Regions from separate parts of the Mus musculus genome. Here all the other regions are linked to region 2. A link is a contact called in public HiChIP or PLAC-seq data. All regions are on one chromosome and are shown on one strand. Each heading gives the region's core, a stretch centred on a gene start, on an enhancer-like site or on the middle of the called end of the contact. The rest is flanking DNA. Distances are from core to core; before and after follow the strand shown. Region 1 overlaps Arhgef28 (Rho guanine nucleotide exchange factor (GEF) 28). Region 2 holds the start of Enc1 (ectodermal-neural cortex 1). Region 3 overlaps Gm34388 (a long non-coding RNA gene). Region 4 has its middle 35 kb from the start of Gm41031. Region 5 overlaps Arhgef28 (Rho guanine nucleotide exchange factor (GEF) 28). Region 6 overlaps Gm41031 (a long non-coding RNA gene).

Region 1 (3,512 bases), core at 653-3,152, 730 kb after region 2:
AGCAACAGTGTCAACAGGGAAGAGCCCCGGAGCTCCTGGGGACTGGACCACCAATCAAAGAGTACACATGGAGGGACCCATGGGTCCGGCCACATATGTGACTGAGGATGGCCTTGTTGGACATCAGTGGGAGGAGCTGCCCTTGGACTTGAGGGTGTTCAATGCCCCAGTGTAGGGGAATGCCAAGGCAGGAAGATAGGAGTGGATTGGTGGGTGTGGGAGCACCCTCATAGAGGCAGGGGGAAGGGGATGGGATAGGGTGTTTCTGAAGGGGAGACCTGGAAAGGGGAAAACATTTGAAATGTAAATAAAGAAAATATCCAATAAAAAAGAAAGAAAGAAAAGTAAATGAATGAAATGTGCCTATAATAAGACAGAAGAAAGAGGGTTCCATGAAATGCAACCCGGGGGCATGGACAAAGAAAAGGCTGTGGGCAGGCCAGCTGGCTGAGAGGAAGTGGAGCTTCATGAGACAGACAGACTGCAAGAATGATGAAATGATACATGCCATAGACACATGCTGACAATTTCCATGTGATAGAACATTTAAAAGCATTCTGGCATATAGGCAGAGAGAAGGGAGTTACTAACCAAGGACACAAGGCCCACAGGCCCCAGATTCTCCCGCAGTAACAATAAATGCTCAACTGTATTGGACCTTGCAGACGGAAGCTTAAAGGGAACAGCTTTGGAGTATGGTTTCATTCAGCCAGATAGATTGCATTTTGAGGGTGAAACAAACAAAGTGCATAAAGGTTTCCATAAGCTGCCTCATCACACCCTAGCCTGAGAAAGAATGGGGAATAAAGACTGAAGGATGGGTTGATAGGAGGTCTTTAGTTTTTTTCCTTAAGATTTCTTTTTCTTTTTAGTTATGTCTATGAGTCTGTACATGGGGATGCTCACTCGAGTGAAGGTGCCCATGGGGACATCAAGATCCCCTGGAGCTGGAGTTACAGGTGGTTGAATGCTGTCCAGTGTGGGTTCTGCAGCCAAACTCCAGTCCTCTGCCAGAGCGACATCTGCTCTTAGTCACCCAGCTTTCTCTCTAGCCTAAAAGTAAGCAGTGACCCAGGCAAAGGCAAACAAAAAGCCCTTGGGCTCGGTGATGCACATTTGTAACCTCAGCACTTGGGAGGCGAAGGCAGGGGGACCAGGAGTTTCAAGTCAACCTTGGCTACATAGTAAGTTTGAGGATAGCCTGAGCTATGAGAATAAGGGACTTTAGCGCAACAAAACAAAGGAAGGAAGGAAGGAAGGAAGGAAGGAAGGAAGGAAGGAAGGAGGGAAGGAAGAGCAGAAAGAAGCAAGGAAGGGAGGACAGAAAATGAAGGAGGGAGAATGGTTTTAAAACAATTGTAAGTATACACAGAGAAGTAAACCAAAAAAACCAAAATACTGAATTGCTCCTGAAGCAGCCACGTCAATTCCTGAAATGCTCAGCCTACAATATAAGAATGCAGTAATGCAACAATTGGATATATAACAGAGAGGAGAAGGAGGCTCACATGAGGAAGAAAAACTGTATTAAATTATGAGCCCCACACAGCCATAGCACTATCATTAGGAGATATTAAAAGCCCTTATCTTGCCAAATGGCAGGAAACAATAAAACCAAACAACACATGGTCCAAAGAGCTGAGCCAGACAGCAAGGAAAACAGCCAGAAACTATCAAAGATAGTCGGAAGCAGTAAAACTAAATGTAAATAAGAACAACCCTTTGTTATAAAACAAGATCTTTCCGTTACATTACAGACTCTCTTGAGCTAAATTAAAGACACACACCCCAAGAATGAGACTCACAGAAACGGTTATGTGACAGACAAAGAAAAGGAACAAACACGGGGAACACATTTGAGAGAGAAGCAGAACTCAGTGCAGAAGGCAGGAAAGGATATGAAAGTGAAACAATATTGATTAAAGTTCATCCGCGATGAGTGCATATGAGAAGGCCTGTCCACCAGATAGTGTCACATCAAAGTACATACAAGCACCTAAGCCAGGTAGACATGAGAACACTGCAGAACAGCAATGTTTGTGAACTGTTGGCAACTAGGAATCTAACAGCAACAATGACACCAAGATTTTGAGTACTTCTTCTACAACATATTGTTTTACATCATATTTGTCTATAATAGTAGAGCTATTGACCCTTATGCATAGAGGATTAGACATCTAACACAGTAGAGACTGCCCATGTCATCATCTACTACTCAATGTCAAAATGTGATAGTAATCCAAGTTTGAGCGACCAACACTCCACTCCCAATGAAAACCTTGTAAGTCCCCAAACTAATTCTAAAAACCACTGTTGTATAAAGAGAAGCAGCTAGTGTACACTTCAACTCACAACCTGGTTGTAGAATTTAATCTAAGGGACTAATCAGCAATGTAGACAGATCCGTGTGAGAACAAATGTTCATTTATGTTGTGAAACTATAAAAGAAGAAGTGAGTAAACCAGGAGGAATAACTAAATACTCTTGATAATATCATCAGATGCAATCTTAGATTAAAGGCTGATGCAATGTTTTGGGGTTAGAAGAGACTATAAGTAATTAGTGGCTGCTGAGAGAAGGGGGGACTCACACATGCCCAGGGATGAGCCCTCTAAGTGGCTACCCAATGCGGCACGCTCAACCCGCAACACAAGAGCAACATTAGATGGACTCAGGCAGTATCTGTATATTTATCTGTATATTTACATGAATCATTGTAAAAATAATAATTAAAGAGAAAGGAAAACAACAGAGACGATGCACGAGAGTAGAGAGGGGCTTGGAAGTGGGGGAGGGGAACAGGGGGCAGCAGGAGATGACAGTGGGGAATTAAAGATGCTGAAGGTATATTACATGCATGTACGGAGTGTCATCAGAAAAACCCATTAGCTTGAACAATGTTAAATGCTAATAAAATGATAAATTAACAGCAAAGCTTTTGGAGGTGGAAAAGTTTGAGACAACTTAAGTTTTCATTCATGCCCATGTCATCATCTACTACTCAACGTCAAAATGTGATAGTAATCCAAGTTATATTATATATATAATATAATCCGAATATTTTCTGTAAGTCTTCATACAGCTATTTTTTTAAGTAATATCTGGTTTGACAGCTGAGCATGTCTACAGCACTTTTGGCAATTTCTAGCTTCGACCACAATGCCATCAACACCCACTTAGTGGACTCAAGTGGAGCAGGTCTTGCTTGCACATCAGTTTACCTTAGGACTCATTAATTAAACATAAGTATTAAGGATCAGCTTTGCGTTGGCTCGTGTAGGGGCTGTGAAAAATTACTATGCCCCCCCTTTCTCCTTCCAGAACTTACAGTGAATGGAAATATGCCATAACACACATGGTGGTAAATAACAGGGCCGGGGACTCAGTGATAAGGAAATGGCAAGCCAGGTACAGGGTGGTGTTACTGATGATCTACAGAGCTTACTGAAGGAAGAGCCTCAAAGACAGAAGGTGCTAGGACAGGAGTATTCTGGCTTGTGAGAAGAATGGTA
Region 2 (3,444 bases), core at 325-2,824:
CCTCGAGCTTTTTCCCTGGCTCTGTAAAGCAAAATGGAGCCAAGACGCTATCAAAAATTAAAATAGGAAACAGATTTGAAAAGGCTGTCGTGAGGCTGACGAGTTAATGCTAAGAAAGGACTTAAGAGGGCACTGTCTTTCTTTGCGATGAGCAAAATCTATCAGCCTCAATAGCAGAGGAAGCCAGAGAGAGGGAGCTGGGATAAAGGACCAACCCTGCGGGTTTCAGCAGTCTGTGGTCTCAGGAAGCGCCATGTGGAGCCTCCTGCGCCGGTTTAAACCATTGCTACGCCTGGTGTCTTAAGAAAAGGAAGACTGGGGGCGAAGCGTTGGGGAGATGAAGAGGATAGGGCAAACTCCCTGGCCACTACTGAGGCCCTGCAGGTCTCCAGCCAGGCAATTCACATCGCCAAAGACCTCTCTTTCCTCACCTGCACAATAAAGGGTTTGGGCTAATAATCTATACAATTCGTCCCTACATATCTCAAATGCCGAATAAGAGCCAACTCAAAGTGTCGTTTTAGCTCCCAGCACAGAGAGTCAAAAATGAGAGTCATAAACAGTTGTGGCCACGTTTGTTTATTTATTTATTTATTTATTTATTTATTTATTTATTTATTTAGGATAGAGTTCCTTCTTTTGCTAGGCCCTCGAGACTTTAGGTGTGTGTGTGGGGTGATGGTTGTTGTTTTTTTTGGGGGGGGGGGACACGCTATTTCTTGACTGAACTCCAGACTCCACCAACCAACCAAACCCAGGAAAGGCCAAGTCTCCGAAGGTAACAGACATCTTCCCTACCAGGAGGAGGCAGCGTGTCTGCTCCTTGGAGGAGTTGGCTTTGAATCTAGCGGCCCTGGGCGATTGGTTGCGAAACACGTGGGCCCTCAGGACCCAGCTGGGGTTGCTGCGGCTCCAGCTCCGAGCGAGACAGAGTCCTGCCGCGGCTTCCTCACCAACTTGGGGTGGAGAAGGAAGCCCCCCACAAGAGTTTGGAGTCTGGCCTCTTGCCAGCAAGTAACCCAATGTCCACTTGCGCAACCTGCAGTGTTCCCCGAGGTCCAGACCTAGGCTTCTTCCCTTGCTCCTGCGGGAACTAGGCTCTGCCTGCCGCTGGGGTGTCTAACCCAGTGAGTGCATGCGGGAGCGGTGGATCCCCAGCTTGGCCTTGGCTACTCCACTGAGCATTCTTAGGATCCCGGCACCCTCGAGCGCAGGAAAGCGCCTAGGGCTGCTTTCCCCTGAGTTGGGTGCCCCAGCCCCCGACCTAGCCTTGAATGGGGTTGACCCGAGGAGGCGAAGACCCTCCGAGCCTCTAAAACTTATTTTCTTCCCGGTCCCCGAGGGCTGCAGCTGCCCGTTGCTGAGCGAGGGCGTCCGCTTTGTCTCCGTTCGCTCCCCGCCCCACTCCCCTAGTTCCTCTCCGGCTAACCGCCCCCCCCGTCATCCCCCCCCCCAGCTCCTCCCGCTCCTGCCCGCGTAGTGGACGCGCTTCCTCCCTCCTCCCCCTAGCGAGTCTCTTTGCATACGCGCCCCCTCCCGGGCGCAACTTATAGGCCGGCGCACGGTGGCCCGGCGCAGTCAGCTCCCGCAGCCTCAGAGCCAGCGGCGCGACGGAGGCGCTGCAGAGACCCGGAGCCGACGCCAGGCGGCCGCCAGCGCTCACGCCGCAACCCCGTTCCCTCCCCCTGCGTGCAGACCGCCTTCCTCCGCGGCGCGGCCGCCGCAGGCTCACTCTCCCCTGGCTAGGCGCGCGCCGGCAGACGCTTGGCCCGGCCGGGGCGCCAGGTCCGTAGCAGCAGATCCGGAGACCGAGGTCAGCTGCCTGCCGAAACCAGCCCGGGAGCCACTACCCCGGACGCTATCGCCTCCCTTCCCAGCGCTCCTTTCTCCCCGGCGATCGCCACCGCTTCCTGGAACAGAGACGCCCTTCGTCGGCTCCCTGCGGGTGACCGAGGCAAGAACCGCAGCCGGTTGTGTGCAGAGGCCAGCCGCCACTACTGTAAGTTTGCCCTGCAACCCCAAACCTGTTGCGGGCGCCCGGGTTTCGGGCGGTGGGAGTCGGCCGCGGGGTGTGCTTGGGAGCATCGAGCCGGCGCCCGCCACCCTGGCTGAGGCTTAAGCCCAGGAGGTGCTCTCGAGGCAGAACAGTCGCTGGAGTGGGAACGGCACTGGGAGAGCAACTTGCCTCCCCTCTGCGGTGTAACGCCCGGGCAAGTATCGGTGGGTGCGAGGAACCAGGTTGGGGATAATATCCCGGCTCCTAGCAGTCTCCAGGAAGCCCAGCGCGTGGGATCGGTTCCCCAGGGTGCCTCGTAGCCGGCTTTGGGGGGCGGTGGAGGCCATGCGCAGACCTCCTCCTGCGGCCACTTGACTGCAGCCAAATGAATGAAAACTGGTTCCTGAAAAACGAGTTTCTTCTCCTGCAAGCTTTTGCCTTTTAGAATGACATTATTAATTTCAAAGGCTAGGTAGGAATTGGTGGGCGGGGTGGAGATGAAACAGTGGACTTGGACTTGTAATTTGGTGTCGTCCTCACTGGCATGTCCAGCGTGTTGAGAGTAGCCGTTGCAAGTGTTGGAGGGGACGGCGTGGCCAAGAGCTATTTTGGTAAACATCTTTATAGTGTGGCTCCGTTGTTGTCAGTAATGTGAGTGCTTGGGAACGTCTGCCTGGCTTCTTTGCTCGTGGGATCGAGATCAGGCTTAACCAGGAGAGAGATGGAGGTGCTCCCAGTGTTGGAGGCAGACGTCCTGCCTGGAAGCAGCAGGAAGTGAACTGAAGTCACTGAACTAGGTGCCCTTTTGATGTTCACAGTAATAGCAGTCTTTTTCTCTGCCTTCTTTGTAGACGCAAGTTAAGTATATGTGTGCATTTTGGGGGTCATTTCCTTAGCATGCAGATTTATGTCTCTGGGGTCTTTAAAAAATGTTGGAAAGGATGATTCGTTTTATGTTGAAGGTGTTTTTTGTATAACCGTATGTATAAATTATGTCTGGATATTTTGATGTTTGCATGATTCTAAACCAGAGAGCACGTTGTCTCCCTAGGGTCTTCAGGAGCACCTTTTGTTTTAATCATACAGTGGTTGCAAGATGAGAGATTGTGACAGTGACATTCTCTCCCAGTGGGATGGGATCCAAGGTGACAGGTTAGACTCTGCCTCCTGGTTTTCTGGGGGAGACTTAGAAAACACAGCAGCATAAACACAGGATGCAGAGTGGTGCACATCCTGTAGGCCTTCTAGACAAACTGTTTTCTTAAGTATACACCTGGTTGTGAACGTTGTTTTATACCACCCTGACTCCCCAGCCCCGTGGGATTCCAGCTCAGCCTGCTAGCACTTAGATTCTTGTGTTCCTTTCTTGGCTCTTAGCCCGAGAGGAGGCAGCTTCCTTAGACTAGAGACAATCATTTAGAGGTTTAGGCTTAAAGTCTTCCTCAAAA
Region 3 (3,830 bases), core at 839-3,338, 640 kb after region 2:
TTCCTGTGAGCCTCATGCCACTCAGCCCACACATGTCCCCATGACTTTTTAAAAATTTATTTCCCTATAAAGTAGATTCATTTTTCTACTGAGATCATTCAACATCAGCTTCCCTTGGGTCCTAGTTCCCAGATCTTCACTAACAACATCATCCTTTGAATTCTTTGTCCCACGGAGATGGGACCAAATGCTCAGTAGGACCGGCAAGGGGACATGCTCCATAAGGAAAGAGGGGGCAGGACAGCTGTTCATCACCTGTCCCATCTATACGTACTATATATACGGAAAAGGAAGACCCAGTGCACTGTCTGTCCTCTTCAGTCAAACTTCAGGAGTTTGCTTCTTTGTCCCTGTGCCTTGCTCCTTAGAGGCCCTGCCCATTCATTTCTTTGCCATCTTGGTGGTTTCTGCTATGTTCTAGGCTGTTAGGTGACTTGTATACTTAGGGAGCCAATTATGCCCACCCTCTATGCCTCTTCCCTTCCTGACTTACCACCACACCCTTTTATTACAGTTGCCCTTTCCTTAAAACCACACACAGCCATTAGCTTCTTACGGCCTTTCCCAGGGTTGTCCCTCCATGCTCGTGGGAACCAAACCGAGTAGCTAACTTTCCCACCTCTTCCAAACTTATCACCCACACCTTCAAAGCTTTCCCTCTTCCAACCCACACAATGAGTTGAGGGAAAGAGAGGGAAATTGGTTCTTCCGGAGTCTGGGATAGAAAAGTGGTTGGTGTGGAATACTGGGAGCTAGAGGAACATTAAGGTCAGCCCCGAGGTGAAGAGTAGAGCTGCTCGGGCGGGGCCGAGCCTGAGAGCCATAGCCAGAAGCCCCAGAGGGTTGAACAGGAGTTAAAAAAAAAAAAAAAAAAAAAACGCTCAGGCCCCGGGTGAGGAAAGGTGGGAACCTGGAGAAGGAATGAGTCACACGGGATAACACACTGCCTGGGGAGATGCAAAGGAGGAGTCTCTGCAGAGCAAGTCAAGGCAGGAGAAGCAGGAGTAAGAGATGAGTCCCGGGGCAGGAGTCGGGAACTCCTGAACGACGATGAAAGAGGAGACTTGGAGGAATACAGAGAGACTTATATGTGAAACAAGAGGACAGGTGGGATGTATAGTGATCTGCAAGGGCTGAGACTACATTCGACTATGTAGACAGCATTGACAGCATTCTCCCTCTCCCCCTCCCCCTTCCCCCCCCCCTCTCTCTCTCTCTCTCTCTCTCTCTCTCTCTCTCGTGTGTGTGTGTGTGTGTGTGTGTGTGTGTGTGTATGTGTGTGTGTGTGTGGTCTGCCAGGCATAAAGCCACCATAGCTGGCTTCTGCTACTTACTCTCTGTGGTCTGAGATTGGAATGTCCCTCAAGAATCGATGAGCTTAAACTTCACACCGTGACTTACTTCTTCAACAATAAATGTTAGGTGGCAAACCTGGACTCAGATCCAATTTTACTAGTTAGTAGGAAATTGAGCTGTATTTTATTTTGATTTTTTTTTTAGTATTTAACTAAAAAAAATGCATCTCTATGCTATCACATGAGCACTAGCATGCTTCTCCACGCTTTGGTGTGCTTTTCTGTCAAAGACAGATAATAGCATCAGTTGGTGGTAATTAGAAGAAGATACAAACTTTAAGAGTGCTTTAACCTAGTAAACATCAATAAGTATTAGCCATTTTCAGTAATAATAATTACTTCAATATCAAATTTAGAGCTTAATGCTTCTTCACCAGGCAGCACAAAGAACCCACTCACTGCTCTATGCTCCAAAGTCCATGGTGAAATAACGTTCTGTCTCTAACCCAACTGCATTGGGGCTCATGCTTAAAATTCTACCTGGTCCTCAAAATCCCATCTTTACTGGTGAATAACTTTGACCATTCCTCATCTGAATCTCCAAGCCTCAGCCACTCTGTAAGCCAAGGATGACTGTTCCAGCAGAGTCGAATGTGAGGTACGATCACGACACAGGGTCCCTGTGGGTCAGTGAGGGATGGAGTCGTCACGTGTAGAGCTCTTAGCTTTGCTGTAGACCTGTTCTTGGATTATAGCTCCAAGTATGAGGTCACACCAACTCGTCCACGGAACGAGTGGTAAGTGCTTTCGTCTGTTTATCCTGAGCTCCTTCAGACCCTGGGACTTGTCATGCGAGAGGCCCTGGTTTTTACTGCAATGCCTGCCAGCAAATCTGGGTGAGAGGGTACTTCTTTCATTTCATGTAGAAGAGGTGAGGAGACTTGAAACAATTCTGATGTACTTGTAGCTTTTGAACTTCAGATTAGAAAGAACTTCTTGGCAGGAGGAAACTTTTTTCATTCAAAATAAAACCACTTCGTTTATTTGTTTGTTTGTTTGTTTGTTTGTTTATCTATGGTCCCTTGGGTTTCTGGACAGGTGGCTCTCAAGAAGAATGTTAATAGGTTTCAGAAGAGGATCACACTAGAGAAGAATGAGAATATCTTCTTCCCTGTGCAGGTGGATTGCAGGATTTGCTGCAGAGAGCCTGTAAGACACGTTGGGCACAAAGGAGGCCAGTGTCTGGAGGTGGTTTAGCTGAGGTTGGTTGGCCTGTTTCTTTTTTAAGTAAGTAGCTGAGTGATACCAACAGCCCTGCAGCCAGATTACACGTTGCTACTAAGAAACCTGTTATGTCATCTCAGGGAAAAAAAAATCTGCACAAACACGCCAAGTTTCTTGAGAAAAATCAAAGGCCCACTCCTCTCTTTCATCTTTCTGGCTCTGCAGAGCCCAGGCTCCCAAGTTGCCACATGTGGCTCAATCTTTGCATTGAGATCGACAGGGCGTATCAACTCAGAAGATAGGGATAAAGCCAAGAAGCACAAACTGCATTGGTGACACGTTACTGCTACAGAGGCTAACTCTCCACCAGAGAAGGCAGAGGGCACATGGCCCCTTCCTTTAGAGTAGAAGGGAGAATTTGTTTTAGTGGCTGGGCACTGAATCCAATGGGCTGATTGAGTTTGGGTGTCTTTTTTCTTTTGGTAGTATATAATGCATGACTTCAGAGTGATTTTTATGGTATCTGTGGCCACTTGTTCAAGCCTGGGACAGAAAATTTGGGGATTTTTCTGTCTCATTCAGCAACACCTCTCACGGGGCTTAACCCATTAGGAGTTCTTGTGATACCCAAATTTAAGACCACCAGAGGGCCCTGCTGGAAGGAAGTGATTCATGTGTTGTTCAAATAACAGCCAGTCAATGTCTCTGTCCTCTTGATGAGTTGTCTATATTGGAACAGTTAGCCCACATTCCTCCCAGGAGGTAGTTTGCATCAAAACAATAATGAACGTCACTGCCTTTTGTCTATGAGTTTCTGTGGTGAACAGGCAGGTGATCTGGAGTGGAGAACCGGAAGCCAATGTGTTTAAACTTCTCTTGAGGAACGGCAGCTTGGGGCTGCCCATCTTCTGTCATATCTTCCTGAGGCTTGGTGAAGTAGCTTTCATCACTTCCCAGATGAACTCTCTAAACTCATGAACCTGCTGCCAGGGCAAAAAGAAAGAAATGATGAAAGCCCAGAGAACCAGCCAGTTAATGAGGACGAGGAGTCAATTGGAAGGGCCTCCCTTTCCGCTTGACTGTGGGAAAGTGGTTTATCCCTGCCCTCCTTGCTACCCTGTAATGATATTCTGAGCATTAATAAGAGGTCTGGCATCTACAGCTAATTCCTCAGATTAAAAACAAACAAACAAACAAACAGAAACCTCTTCTATGTGAATAAAGTCAGGGTGAGGCAGTGGTGGGACAGTGGATGCTGGCACCCAAGGGAGGAACTAACAGGAAGCCCAAACAGCAGCCATGCTGAAGATC
Region 4 (3,677 bases), core at 1,059-3,558, 550 kb after region 2:
AATCATAGAAGCCAACAAACTCTAGATTTCTGAACCTGGTAGATGAACCTGAAGGCTGACCTCCCCAGAGAATACACAGAAGCTCTGGTTGTCAATGGCCTATGCATCTCTTCCACTGAGCTGTTTATCTGTATCTTTTTCAACCCATAAAGTAAATGAGTAAGAAATCGTTCCCTGGAGTTCCCTTTGCCAACTTAGCGGATGGTCAAAGAGCCGAAAAGGGAGCTGCAGCAGCAGCATCCACAAATCATGGCCAGGCAGAAAAAAAAACAGGTCACAACCCGCTTGTGGCAGGATGAGTTGATAGGGCTTTCTAAATGCTGAAGTGGGGAGGAGAGCAGAGAGGAAAGGAAGCCAAACTGTAGAAGGGAAACATCCGGCGTGAGCAGAAGACACACCCACACTTCCTTCTCTCAGCCCCACATCAGATTTCCCATGTAGGACAATAAGCCATAGTCTTAGCCTGTAATCTGCTCCTGCAGAGACCAACCCCTACACGTTCTAGAAGAAGAGTTGAGAGGCTTTAACAGTGAAGAGTTCTCGTGTGTCTTCTCTCGTCCCCTTCTAGATCAGCTCTTATTTCCTGATACTCAATCTGTCCCACTCTACACCTCGTGGGAGTATTTTGCAGATATAGGTTAAGACCTTCTTAGAGCGGTAAGGGGATAAAAGGGGTACAGAACAGTGAGAGGGGGAAGCTAAGGTAGAAGAGGGCTCAGGTCAGCCCTCTCCCCACCTCAGCTGCTGGCCGTCACTCCAGCTCTTGCTTCTGCAGGCTTCTAGTTCTTTCCAGGACTTAAAGGCTCTACAAGACCCAGAGACAGACAGTCAAAGTGAACTTGTTTGCTTTGTGATTTTGAAATGTAAAGTTATACATATACTGTTTTAAGTAAGGTACAATTCAAAGTAAATATTTTTAATAAGACTCTCTAAATCGATTTCCGTGTTTGATTTTATTTAAATTATCTCTTACAACTCCATTTAAGCAATAAAATCATCACAGTACTAAGTCATTCTATTTTCCACAAGCCTAATTTCTTGCAGGGCTGCAAGGTTTTAGATTACAGAGTGTTTTTTATTGCTGCTTAGAGTTGGAACACAATTTAATTTTACAGCTTAAGAAACGGTTCACATAGCAAATATTCTTGAAAGAAATCTATGACATGAGTGAGTGTTTAAAATGGTAAGGATGGAGTACTGGTGAGATGGCCCAGCAAGTCAAAGTGCTTGCTACCAGAAGGAGAATCTGCCTCCTACAAGTTGTCCTTTGACCTCCTCTACCATGGTGCAGGTACAAATACAGGCACACACACACACAATTAAAAAAATAAGTCTTTACAAAAATTGTATAGTTAGTGTTATGGCATAAATGAGAAGGAGGTGCAATGTCTATGAAGACCAAAAATTCACGGGCACATGTGAAAAAATGATGACATAAACATTGGGGCTACTGATTATTCTCCCAAGTAAAGTCCCACATCTTCAAAGGAAAGAAATGCGACATAACTGGTTCGACCTGAGCGAAGTCTCAGCCATCATTTTAGAAATGCACTTCTATGCACGGTACAGAGTGTGCCATTACTTTGCCTCCTGAGGTAGTCCTGTGTGTCAAACTCAACATGGGAGAGCAGCACAAACAGGGGGAAGTGTAAGAAGTCATTCTCTAAAACTCACAGGGGGTTGGTGTTCAAGCTGCCTTGCTAGGAGAATGCTCCAGCCGAGTGTAATATAGAAAGTAAAGTAACATAAAATATGAAACGGTTGGGTGTGATGGTGGTACCCATGGTGCGGGCTGGCATAGCAAGATGGTGGGACACAGGGGGAGCTGGCAGCGCCATATATAACAACACCTACTAATACTGGCTCAAACATTGGAGGGGCATTTAAGAGAGAAAAAGAGTAAGTGGGGGAAATCAACTGTGGGACCAGAGCAATGTTGTGCATTAGGCTGCTGGCTGCTAGGCTGCATCTCTGGTTCTGTCTAGACCTCTTTGTGTTCTTCTCTCCCATCAATCTGTCACTCAGGCAGCCTGTTTATGAGGATCACACACACAAAACACATAAATACACAGGTCATAAATGTATTCAACCGAAAGCTCTTTGCCCGGAGGGATGGAGGCACAGCCCATGGGCAGGGAGCTTCACGGTTCTTTTAAATTTCTGTTACACTCATCTCTTTGGGGCTGCATAACAAGCTGGTGAGGTAAGCACCCACTGAGAAAGCCTGATGTAAAACCAAGCGTAAGTACAGCCTGGTGGTTTGAAATCCCTCTTCTCTGTAGTCCCCGGCTCCCTCTAACAACTACCAGCTCTGCAGAGGAGCCAGGTCTGGCCCCTCCTGTGAGCCAGACCCATGTGGTTATTTGAGATCTTATCAGTTCTGGAAAGGAAAGAAGTTAAATTCTCTTCGCCTTCTGGAAAGGATCAACTGCTTTGCCTTTTTACCTGGAGATTCGATTCTTCTTGACAAGGGGGTGATGAGCTAATGTAAGGAACACGTTTTTACAGACCTGGTTTGTTTTCGGCTGCGTTTGTGAAGTTTTCTTGAAGATGTGTCTACTTGTCCATGTGACATACACCAGTGTGTCTGCAGCAAGGCAACCCCTCTTAAAGACGTTACCCCCCAAAGGGCCTTAAAGCCTGGTCATTAACCTTCCCCCTTCAAATGAAGACACCTCTCACTGTGTGCCTCTGGTTCTGCCCCTTTCTGCAACATCACCAGGGAGGGTAAAGAGTTATGCAAGGATATAATATTTCCACCTCAGAAGCCCAACGTCCCATCCTTACATATTCATCGCGTGATCTGATGGAGCTGCGTCTCCAAAGTCAAATTTCTAGGGAAAGTTTCTTTGGGTACAGAATGGCATGCTCAAAAAAAAAAAATCTCGGGAGGTAGGCGGTCCTTCTATCTATCTGTAGCATCTATTGAGATTTGTTCTACTGAGATCAATCAATCAATGTCTTTGCTGATCAGTGGGCTGACAGGAACCTGTCTGGGAGCTCTATTTTAGATTTCATTGCACAAGCTTGGCTGTACCACACTGTTGTGGGTTGCCCTGGTGCTGTTTTGTATTCTGATGTTAATTCTGCTTCCTCAAGAGGAGAGGATCACTCACTCAGGTGGTTTCATGTGAACCTCCTCCCCATTTTAACTGGTCAAATAAAGGCTGTAACTGGGCAGTGGAAGGGAAGCGTGGGGCTGGAGGTTTTAGAGAATGGGGGAAAGAGAGTGAAAGAGAGAGGAGAAGACAGAAGAAGAGGAAGTGTGAGGAAGATGGAGCAGAGCAGAACCACACGGCTTGGAGAAGCCACAAGTAGCGAGAGATCTCATAGCTGGGGAACAGAGTAGTGTAATCTGCCCAGTCTGGGTGTGCAGCTTAAAAATATTGTAATTGATTTGTGTGGTTTTGTATAGGCTTATTGGGATTGGAGATTTATTATATCACCCAATTAGTAGTAACTGCATATCACAATCAACTTCTATTTTCCTAACTAAAGAATGACATTGAGTGTGTCTAAGTGGCAACCACTTTACCAAACATCTTACAATGCCATTCTGTTCTCCTCCCAATCTTCTAATGGGAAAGTTACTGTTAATATTCCCATCTGGTGGATGAGAAAAGCGGAGGCCGGGGGGGGGGGGGAATTGGAAGAAATAGTGGAGCAAACGTCACACT
Region 5 (3,503 bases), core at 538-3,037, 940 kb after region 2:
TAGAGTTTAAAATGCTCGTTAGGGAACTCACACCACACCTCTTACTGTTTTAGTGCTTTGTATTTGAGATAAAAAAAAATCCCCCGCGTGGCCCACACAGACTGGCACATTGAAACTAATTCCAGTGTTGCCCGTGGTCCTGTCATAACCTGTTTCACACCAAATGCTGGAACACACAACTAAACCGTGCTCCTGCTATCACACAGGCACCCACAGTACACCTGTGTCATACCAACCGCCGCTGAACTCACCCTAAGAACAAGCACGAATACCATGTGCAGGGCTCAAGTGTGTAACTGGGAGTGGTCACACCTAAGTTCCACGCCCATCATAACGTCAGACCCACATTAAAACGGGCTGATTGCGCACTGGAGGTCATTAACATGCAAGTGAGTGCCTGCAACGGCTGAAGTCCTACACCAGAAGATTGCTTTTGAAAGCAGTAGTTCTAGAAGCCAACGTAGGCATTGCTGGGTCTTGACTAAAGAGACTAATGCTGGTTTTGAAAAGTGTTTAAATTCTCTGCAGAAACCATGCTGTTGTCTGTCCCCTGGAGGTCAGGGGACGGGAACGTGCGAGTGTCCTTGGGAATGACTTGGGGAACTGAAGGACCCAGGGGACATAACGAGCACGCAGAGAGTGGAACAGAGGTGAACAGGATAAGCCCGTGGGAGGAGCCGAATGGAAATCTTGCTCAAGTTCTAAGCGCACTTGCAATACAAGGACTCCTGGAAGGCCTGAAAGGCCTGGGAACACAGGTTCTGAGCGAACACAGTTCGGGATCTGCAGGATGGTGTCTAATCAGAAGAGTCTCCCTCTAAAAATTTACCTTGGAGAAGTCATAATTGACCAACTGGATAGCAATTTGCCTGAGGCTAAAGAATGTTGTGTATATATATATATATATATCTCGTATATTTTTCCTAAGAAGATTTAAGAAATGTACGTAAGTCAGATCATCCAAGACAGCTGTCTCCCTTCAGAGGGTGGCAAGTTCAAAGACGAAGGGAGATGATGATTCCCTGTGAAGACAAATCTGAAAATGTAGCCTCAGTGGAGACTTCCAGGACCTTTCGACTAGAGCAGATCCTTCGGGTCTCTTGAACATGAGGACAAGCTGGACCCTCTCCCAGCCTTCCACAGAACCTCCGAAGAAAAGGGAAGAAGGGCTCCAGACTCCCGCAGATGGGTCGGCAAGCTTGCTGCTCGTCCGAAGCATGTTTCCTAGTCTCTCGGCTCCATAGGTCCCTCATCTGAAGCATGGGTACATAGTAAGGTCACCATAGGAATTAAAGCTAAGATACGTATATGAATGAGAGCCAACATTATAGGAAAAGAGCTCCGCTGTTTCCTTGCATGATACTGAAGTGAAAGTGCTAGATTAAGGTCTAGAGTCTAACCACAGAAAATAACATAAATGACTGGTACTATCATTATTAACATCGAACTCCTGATCTATCTCTAAGACAGGCCCCCAGTTGTTCCTGACTGGTTGACTACACCGCACTGGGCATGCTTTTTTGCTCTACTTTATTGGGTTCTTCTATCCTCCACCCTTCCAACCCTTATTCCATCCTAATCCCTTCCAATCCCCCAGCACTAGGTAGGAGAGAAAGGAGCTTAGATGAGAAAGGGATGTGGACCTCTTTACACCACTTCCTGCTGATAAAGGGTGTCAAGTTCCCTGGAGCAAGTCCAGTCTTTGTCATCCAAATATCTCCAACCAGCAGCCCAGCAGCCCAGCAGCCCAGCAGCCCAGCAACCCAGCAACCCAGCAATCCAATCCAGGAATAGCAAATGCAGCAGCAGGGCCTGCAGCAGGAGGGGAAGCAGCAGCCACCACAGGTCCGCTCAGGGCTCTCTCCCATTTACACCCAAATGGAAACTATCTGCAGCTGGCAAAAGCCACACCCCTCCTAGAGCATGAGACAATCATAGTCAGCCACTGTGGACAATCTGAAGCGACCCCACATCCCACACCGGGGATTAAAACAGAAACGGACTCACAGAGGGTAACTGAATTTTCAAGGAAACCAAATTTCTCACTACACCACTTGAACTCTGTTTCTACACTTTCGTTTAGATGTCTGTGTAGGTGCACACAGTAGGTGCACACAGCCTACCCAACAGTAGTACACCATGCATCCCCAGAAGATACAGAAGGAAGGTGGGTGGGTTTTTTTGTTTGTTGGGTTTTTTTAGTTTTTTTTGTTTTTAGGGGTTTTTGTTTGTTTGTTTGTTCCTTGTTTTTAAATGTGTTAAAGAAGCAGAGCCTTGCCAAGGAGGAAACAGAAATCTAACACTACAGAAAAATCATAGTACACTTGACTCTGAAAATTTCTAACATAAGTAGAAAAAAAAATAAACGTATCATTGCTGCAACTGATGCGATTCTAAACTCAACTGAAATGAGGAAAATGGGGTTTTCTTCCCCTCTCTTCTTATAGGTCCACCACCCCAAGAGAAAGGCATCTTTTAGTCACCAAGTCTGAATTAAAGGAAAACAATACGTGGAAACCAACTTCTCTCTCTCTCCGTGTGTGTGTGTGTATGTGTGTGTGTGTGTGTGTGTGTGTGTGTGTGTGTGTGTGTGTCTCTCTCTCTCTCTCTCTCTCTCTCTCTTTGTCTGTGTCTGTCTGTCTGTCTGTCTGTCTTCCTCTGAGTGTGTGTGAGTACATGTATGCATGCACTTGCTTCTGGGTATGAGTACAGACATACATATCCCAGGATGTACACACAGACATCAGAGGATAACCATGGCTGTTGGTCCTTGCCTTCTCCCTTGTTTGAGACCATCTCCGGCTCACTGCTACACAGACTAGGCTGACTGGCCTGCAAGCTTTCAGGAATTCTCCTGCCTGTTCCTCTTCTCATTACAGGAGCACTAGGATTCCAGATGTACACGACCCTGCCTGTCCTTCATGGGTTCTAGGGATCTGAATTTAGTTTCTCCTACTTAGGTGGCAAGCACTTTACCCATTAAGCCATCTCCCCAGACCCCTATTTTTTAACGGACAAGGAGACAAGAACTGGCCAACTATTTAATTGTATCCATCCCTAGCCCCTCCCTAAACATGACAGAAATGCTCACACCACATGTCTTTGACTGTAAGTCATTTTCCCTAGAAAAATGATTCAGGAGTTAATTGGCTTTATACTGTTTCTAAGTAGTGGAAGGAAAGAAGAACACATCTTTGTGACCTTCGATATAGAACCAGGCAGTTCTAGAATACAGCCACTCATTAGCGCCAATCCTTACACAACAGGCCTCTTTCAAACTCTCCCCCACTAATTTGAATTGGCTCTGCAGTTTTCTCCCAAGTCACTGAATACAGAAGTGTTAGATTAACAAAGCAAATCGGGATCTGGCACGGAACCAACGGACCCTGGTCTCTGTTCTCCTGCATCCATATGTGCACCAATAGGAAATCTATGCCCATAAATATCTCACTGCAAAGTGAGCTATAGCTTTTCATTGTGTGTGAATATGCCATTTTAAATTT
Region 6 (3,893 bases), core at 286-2,785, 580 kb after region 2:
TGTGAACATACACACACCCTTGAATACAATGTGCCAAAAACACAGAGGTGTGTGTATGTGTGTGTCTGTCTGCAGTGTCAGGATTTGATGAACAATAAAATCACAAAGTTTGGCAGATTTACTAACAACAATGTGTCACAAAACCCTCCTGCCTTGGTGGCTTGGGTGAGGAATGCAGACTTTTCCATCCTAACCTTAATTATTAATACAAACTCTCACATCAAATAGTATATAGCACATAGCAAATCAATCAATTTGTGCATTCGTGTGTGTGTGTGTGTGTGTGTGTGTGTGTGTGTTGTGGTATGTGGTTTGTGTATGTAAGTGTATGGCATGGTGTGGTGTGTATGTGCTGTGTGTGTATGCATGTGTATGGACGTGTGTGTGTGTGTGGTATGTGTGCATCTATGTGTGTATGTGTGTTACAGAATGAATACAAGTTAAGCCAGGTGCGGCAGAGCTCAGTCTACAAAAGTGGGTTGAGAAAGAGTCCATGAAGAAAAAGGCCAAGGCCAAGCTGGGACTGAGCTGCCAGTGAAAACTGCTGGCGTCCAGGTTTAGGAGAAAAGCAGCAGATTCGAGAGTGAACAAAACTGAGCCAGGCTGAGAAAAACCACACCCGGATCAGGAGCTGTTTCGGAAAATATTTTTAAAAAACGACCCTTTCGATAAAATCTTGCTAGTGTATGCAATGGTGTCAGCGTTTGGATGCTGATTATGGGGTGGATCCCTGGATATGGCAGTCTCTACATGGTCCATCCTTTCATCTCAGCTCCAAACTTTGTCTCTGTAACTCCTTCCATGGGTGTTTTGTTCCCAATTCTAAGGAGGGGCATAGTGTCCACACTTCAGTCTTCATTCTTCTTGAGTTTCATGTGTTTAGCAAATTGATTCTTATATCTTGGGTATACTAGGTTTGGGGCTAATATCCACTTATCAGTGAGTACATATTGTGTGAGTTCCTTTGTGAATGTGTTACCTCACTCAGGATGATGCCCTCCAGGTCCATCCATTTGGCTAGGAATTTCATAAATTCATTCTTTTTAATAGCTAAAGGGATCTGCAACCCTATAGGTGGAACAACATTATGAACTAACCAGTACCCCGGAGCTCTTGACTCTAGCTGCGTATGTATCAAAAGATGGCCTAGTCGGCCATCACTGGAAAGAGAGGCCCATTGGACATGCAAACTTTATATGCCCCAGTACAGGGGAACACCAGGGCCAAAAAGGGGGAGTGGGTGGGTAGGGGAGTGGGGATGGGTGGGTATGGGGGACTTTTGGTATAGCATTGGAAATGTGAATGAGCTAAATACCTAATAAAAAATGGAAAAAAAAAAAAAACCGACCCAGCACGTTCCCGCACTTGTGCCTCTGCCCTGGCAGCCAAACAGGCCATGAACTGTCGGGGCAGTGGCCACCTGTTTTTATCTCGTGGAGACTGACTCAGAACTCCACAATCTCTCCACCCAGCTCTCTAGGTTCCCACTGGAGGTTGCTACCATGCTAACCCTGTTTCAAATCCCCCACGGCCTTTGTGGTACACATCTGGCAAACCCATGCTTGGATGCTGTACCTTTCTCTCTTGACCCCAGATGAGCTGCCACGTGAAGGAAAACGCAACACAAACTCAGCTCAGAAACGATGGTAACTCAATCTCTGGGCACGACAACTAAAACCTAATTTTGTAAACCTTATTAAAATCTGATTCTTCTAGGGGCGAATCTTTGCGGATCTGCCATGTTACTGGGAAACTCTAGCAGCTACATCTTACCTCTCTGCTGTCCCATCCCAAAAAGGACCTAACTCTCCCCTGCTTCCTCTCTTCCTTTGTCCAACCTCGAAGTCCCGCCTACTCACCCAGTGATTGGCTCCTTTGTTCATTAAGGGATTGGTTCACAAGAAGCCACCTGAGTACTTAGCCCAGAGCCAACCACAACAAGGAGCCAGAAACAGTGGTCAGAGACAGATTCAGACAGGTGAGCCAATGGTCCGACGTGCGCTGAGTAGGCCAGATCACTGGTGGAAAATGGATTCAAGCTGGGGAGTCCCGGGTTCTTCACAAACACACACACACACACACACACACACACACACACACTCTCTCTCTCTCTCTCTCTCTCTCTCTCACACACACACACACACACACACACACACACACACACACACACACACACACACACGTTAGGCGAGAGGTTGCTATAGGCAAGGGCATTATACCCTTTCCTCAATCTGGTATGACCTATAAGCTCTTAAATCTAGCCTCCCCAGTATGATTTTTTCATTTTTCTCAAGTGCCTTCCAGAAGCTCTCATCCTATCACCTGGTGTGTACATCAAACAATGGACAGGCAGAGAGCTGATAATCACAGGGCCTTCAGCTCAGCTTGGTCCCCAAGGCATCTTTGAATTTCTGACCCTGTCTCTGCTCTTCATTTCTGTGGCCTTCACAGTCCTATGCCTCACTTCAGCAGCTCGATTTGACCCTGAGACTTGGCTCAAAGTATGAGCCTCAGGCTCTGGCTGGACTCTGTATCAGTGACCCTGGCAAGGTGCATGTTTTATTCCTGGGGGAATTCGTCTACCATCCTGAATCTGTCTCTTGGGCCTCTTTGGAGGGTTGTTGTTGTTGTTGTTGTTTATTTGTTTCTGAGATGCGGTTTCCTATATCCCAGACTGGTTTCTAAAGTTACGTAGCAGATGATGACCTTGAAGTTCTGATCTTATTGCCTCCACTTCGAAAACTCCTCTCCTTGATCTCTATGCAGCCTCCTTTACCTTTTGTGGCATTTCATAACCTACAGGCACTCACACTCACACCACACAGACACACACCACACACATACACACACATACCCCACAGACACATATGACACACACACATATACACACATACAAGTATTTACTGGGTGTTGTATAATGTGTGATTGAGAGCTAATATTAGTAGTCAACTTGTCAGCTTGTTTTTTCTTTGAGAGAGGGAGAGGGAGAGGGAGAGGGAGAGGGAGAGGGAGAGGGAGAGGGAGAGGGAGAGGGAGAGGGAGAGGGAGAGCACCAGCATTTGTCTTGGCTAGTTATCAAGAAAGTTGGGACTCTAAGGCAAATTGCTGCCAAAGAAACTGCTGTGCCTTGTGAATTTATTGCTAGTCAATAAATTCTGACACTGTGGAAAGACACAGGGTATTTGTCTATGTTTCTGACACAGTAAGCTCGTGACAGTGATAAACTTACCTAGTAGCAAAATCTTAGGGACAATCTGAGCCTGACTCCTGAGGTAGGAGTCCTCGGAGTGGCTCACATCTGTGCCCAGCCCCACTCCCTGGGCACATCTGTGCACTCTACAAGGAAACTGGGCAAGAGATATCTATACACTTCAGAGGACCGCCAGCAGAGAACTATGGGGGGGGGGTTTAGGACCATGATGGACTAGCAGGAGTCAGCAGCTGGGACCCAGAGGTAGAGCAGTCAGAGGCAGAGCTTCAGTCCTTTAAAGTCCACTACTGTCTTTCGGAAGGCACTGTGAGGTATAGGATGTGCTTTGTTGTCTCTGAGGGCATTTGGGCCAACAGTAAGAGAAGTAGAAGTCCTGAGTGAAACCTGAAATGGTTCGTTTTCACTGTCAACCTGAGAGGGTCTGGAATCCCCTGGGAAGAAGATCCTTTGAGAGATTAGCTAGAGTATGTGGGAATCACCTTGACTAGTGAGGTGGTCTGCCCACTCTGGGTGGCACTGTCCTCTGAGCCAGAGGTCCTAGATTATATAAGAATGAGAGTCATGATCGAGCACCAAAAGTCAAACTTTTCAAGTCAGAATTCTTCTTCTTTCATTTGACACCCTGTGGATGTTCAAAGCTATTTTGGGAATAACCTAAGCGTTTGCAAATCTTACCAACAAA

What was found. HiChIP or PLAC-seq counts read pairs in DNA pulled down with a chosen protein or histone mark.
Region 1: a FOXA1 HiChIP or PLAC-seq map of pancreatic cancer cells shows a contact between it and region 2. The contact joins the enhancer-like site here to the promoter of Enc1 in region 2. A contact is called at or near these places in 1 of 39 promoter capture datasets (embryonic stem cells), 2 of 484 Hi-C or Micro-C datasets (bone marrow-derived macrophages and cortical neurons), 17 of 115 datasets of contacts at active chromatin or transcription factors (SST interneurons, acute myeloid leukemia, craniofacial prominence and 14 more) and 1 of 9 other capture datasets (embryonic stem cells).
Region 3: an H3K27ac HiChIP or PLAC-seq map of trophoblast stem cells shows a contact between it and region 2, with 12 times the contacts expected there. The contact joins the enhancer-like site here to the promoter of Enc1 in region 2. A contact is called at or near these places in 5 of 39 promoter capture datasets (the C10 cell line, embryonic stem cells, epiblast stem cells and 1 more), 3 of 484 Hi-C or Micro-C datasets (bone marrow-derived macrophages, cerebral cortex and granulosa cells), 27 of 115 datasets of contacts at active chromatin or transcription factors (the NIH/3T3 cell line, SST interneurons, acute myeloid leukemia and 21 more) and 1 of 9 other capture datasets (liver).
Region 4: a contact with region 2 is called in an H3K4me3 HiChIP or PLAC-seq map of embryonic limb bud, with 19 times the contacts expected there. The contact joins the enhancer-like site here to the promoter of Enc1 in region 2. A contact is called at or near these places in 16 of 39 promoter capture datasets (the 3T3-L1 cell line, 3T3-L1-derived adipocytes, the C10 cell line and 10 more), 1 of 15 datasets of contacts at CTCF or cohesin (stem cell-derived epiblast-like cells), 14 of 484 Hi-C or Micro-C datasets (the G1E-ER4 cell line, bone marrow-derived macrophages, cortical neurons and 7 more), 25 of 115 datasets of contacts at active chromatin or transcription factors (the NIH/3T3 cell line, SST interneurons, T-cell acute lymphoblastic leukemia and 16 more) and 2 of 9 other capture datasets (embryonic stem cells and liver).
Region 5: an H3K27ac HiChIP or PLAC-seq map of differentiating embryonic stem cells shows a contact between it and region 2, with 4 times the contacts expected there. The contact joins the enhancer-like site here to the promoter of Enc1 in region 2. A contact is called at or near these places in 1 of 15 datasets of contacts at CTCF or cohesin (large pre-B cells), 6 of 115 datasets of contacts at active chromatin or transcription factors (bone marrow-derived macrophages, differentiating embryonic stem cells, epiblast stem cells and 3 more) and 1 of 9 other capture datasets (embryonic stem cells).
Region 6: an H3K4me3 HiChIP or PLAC-seq map of embryonic stem cells shows a contact between it and region 2, with 4 times the contacts expected there. The contact joins the enhancer-like site here to the promoter of Enc1 in region 2. A contact is called at or near these places in 19 of 39 promoter capture datasets (the 3T3-L1 cell line, 3T3-L1-derived adipocytes, the C10 cell line and 11 more), 1 of 15 datasets of contacts at CTCF or cohesin (embryonic stem cells), 25 of 484 Hi-C or Micro-C datasets (the AML12 cell line, the HPC-7 cell line, the N1E-115 cell line and 15 more), 32 of 115 datasets of contacts at active chromatin or transcription factors (the NIH/3T3 cell line, SST interneurons, acute myeloid leukemia and 21 more) and 2 of 9 other capture datasets (adipose tissue and embryonic stem cells).

The regions. Positions count from the first base shown.
Region 1 is chr13:97,973,104-97,976,615 of GRCm38.p6, forward strand. All of the region lies in intron 16 of Arhgef28 (Rho guanine nucleotide exchange factor (GEF) 28), which reads right to left. Among named protein-coding and RNA genes, the nearest start is that of Gm34388, 81 kb to the left of the region's middle. Within about 2 kb of position 1,903, at least 40 of the 459 cell types and tissues checked have an H3K27ac peak or open chromatin away from gene starts, as enhancers often do. A contact at or near this core is called in bone marrow-derived macrophages, extraembryonic endoderm stem cells and pancreatic cancer cells, where this site is marked.
Region 2 is chr13:97,239,531-97,242,974 of GRCm38.p6, forward strand. Enc1 (ectodermal-neural cortex 1) reads left to right here and starts at 1,575. Exons shown (of 3, transcript NM_007930.4): 1 at 1,575-1,999.
Region 3 is chr13:97,881,718-97,885,547 of GRCm38.p6, forward strand. All of the region lies in intron 2 of Gm34388 (a long non-coding RNA gene), which reads right to left. Among named protein-coding and RNA genes, the nearest start is that of Gm34388, 10 kb to the right of the region's middle. Within about 2 kb of position 2,089, at least 11 of the 459 cell types and tissues checked have an H3K27ac peak or open chromatin away from gene starts, as enhancers often do. A contact at or near this core is called in trophoblast stem cells, where this site is marked.
Region 4 is chr13:97,789,628-97,793,304 of GRCm38.p6, forward strand. No RefSeq gene overlaps it. Among named protein-coding and RNA genes, the nearest start is that of Gm41031, 35 kb to the right of the region's middle. Within about 2 kb of position 2,309, at least 28 of the 459 cell types and tissues checked have an H3K27ac peak or open chromatin away from gene starts, as enhancers often do. A contact at or near this core is called in craniofacial prominence, embryonic limb bud and second pharyngeal arch cranial neural crest, where this site is marked.
Region 5 is chr13:98,183,049-98,186,551 of GRCm38.p6, forward strand. All of the region lies in intron 1 of Arhgef28 (Rho guanine nucleotide exchange factor (GEF) 28), which reads right to left. Among named protein-coding and RNA genes, the nearest start is that of Gm34469, 13 kb to the left of the region's middle. Within about 2 kb of position 1,788, at least 33 of the 459 cell types and tissues checked have an H3K27ac peak or open chromatin away from gene starts, as enhancers often do. A contact at or near this core is called in differentiating embryonic stem cells, where this site is marked.
Region 6 is chr13:97,818,731-97,822,623 of GRCm38.p6, forward strand. All of the region lies in intron 1 of Gm41031 (a long non-coding RNA gene), which reads right to left. Among named protein-coding and RNA genes, the nearest start is that of Gm41031, 5.4 kb to the right of the region's middle. Within about 2 kb of position 1,536, at least 10 of the 459 cell types and tissues checked have an H3K27ac peak or open chromatin away from gene starts, as enhancers often do. A contact at or near this core is called in differentiating embryonic stem cells, embryonic stem cells and kidney, where this site is marked.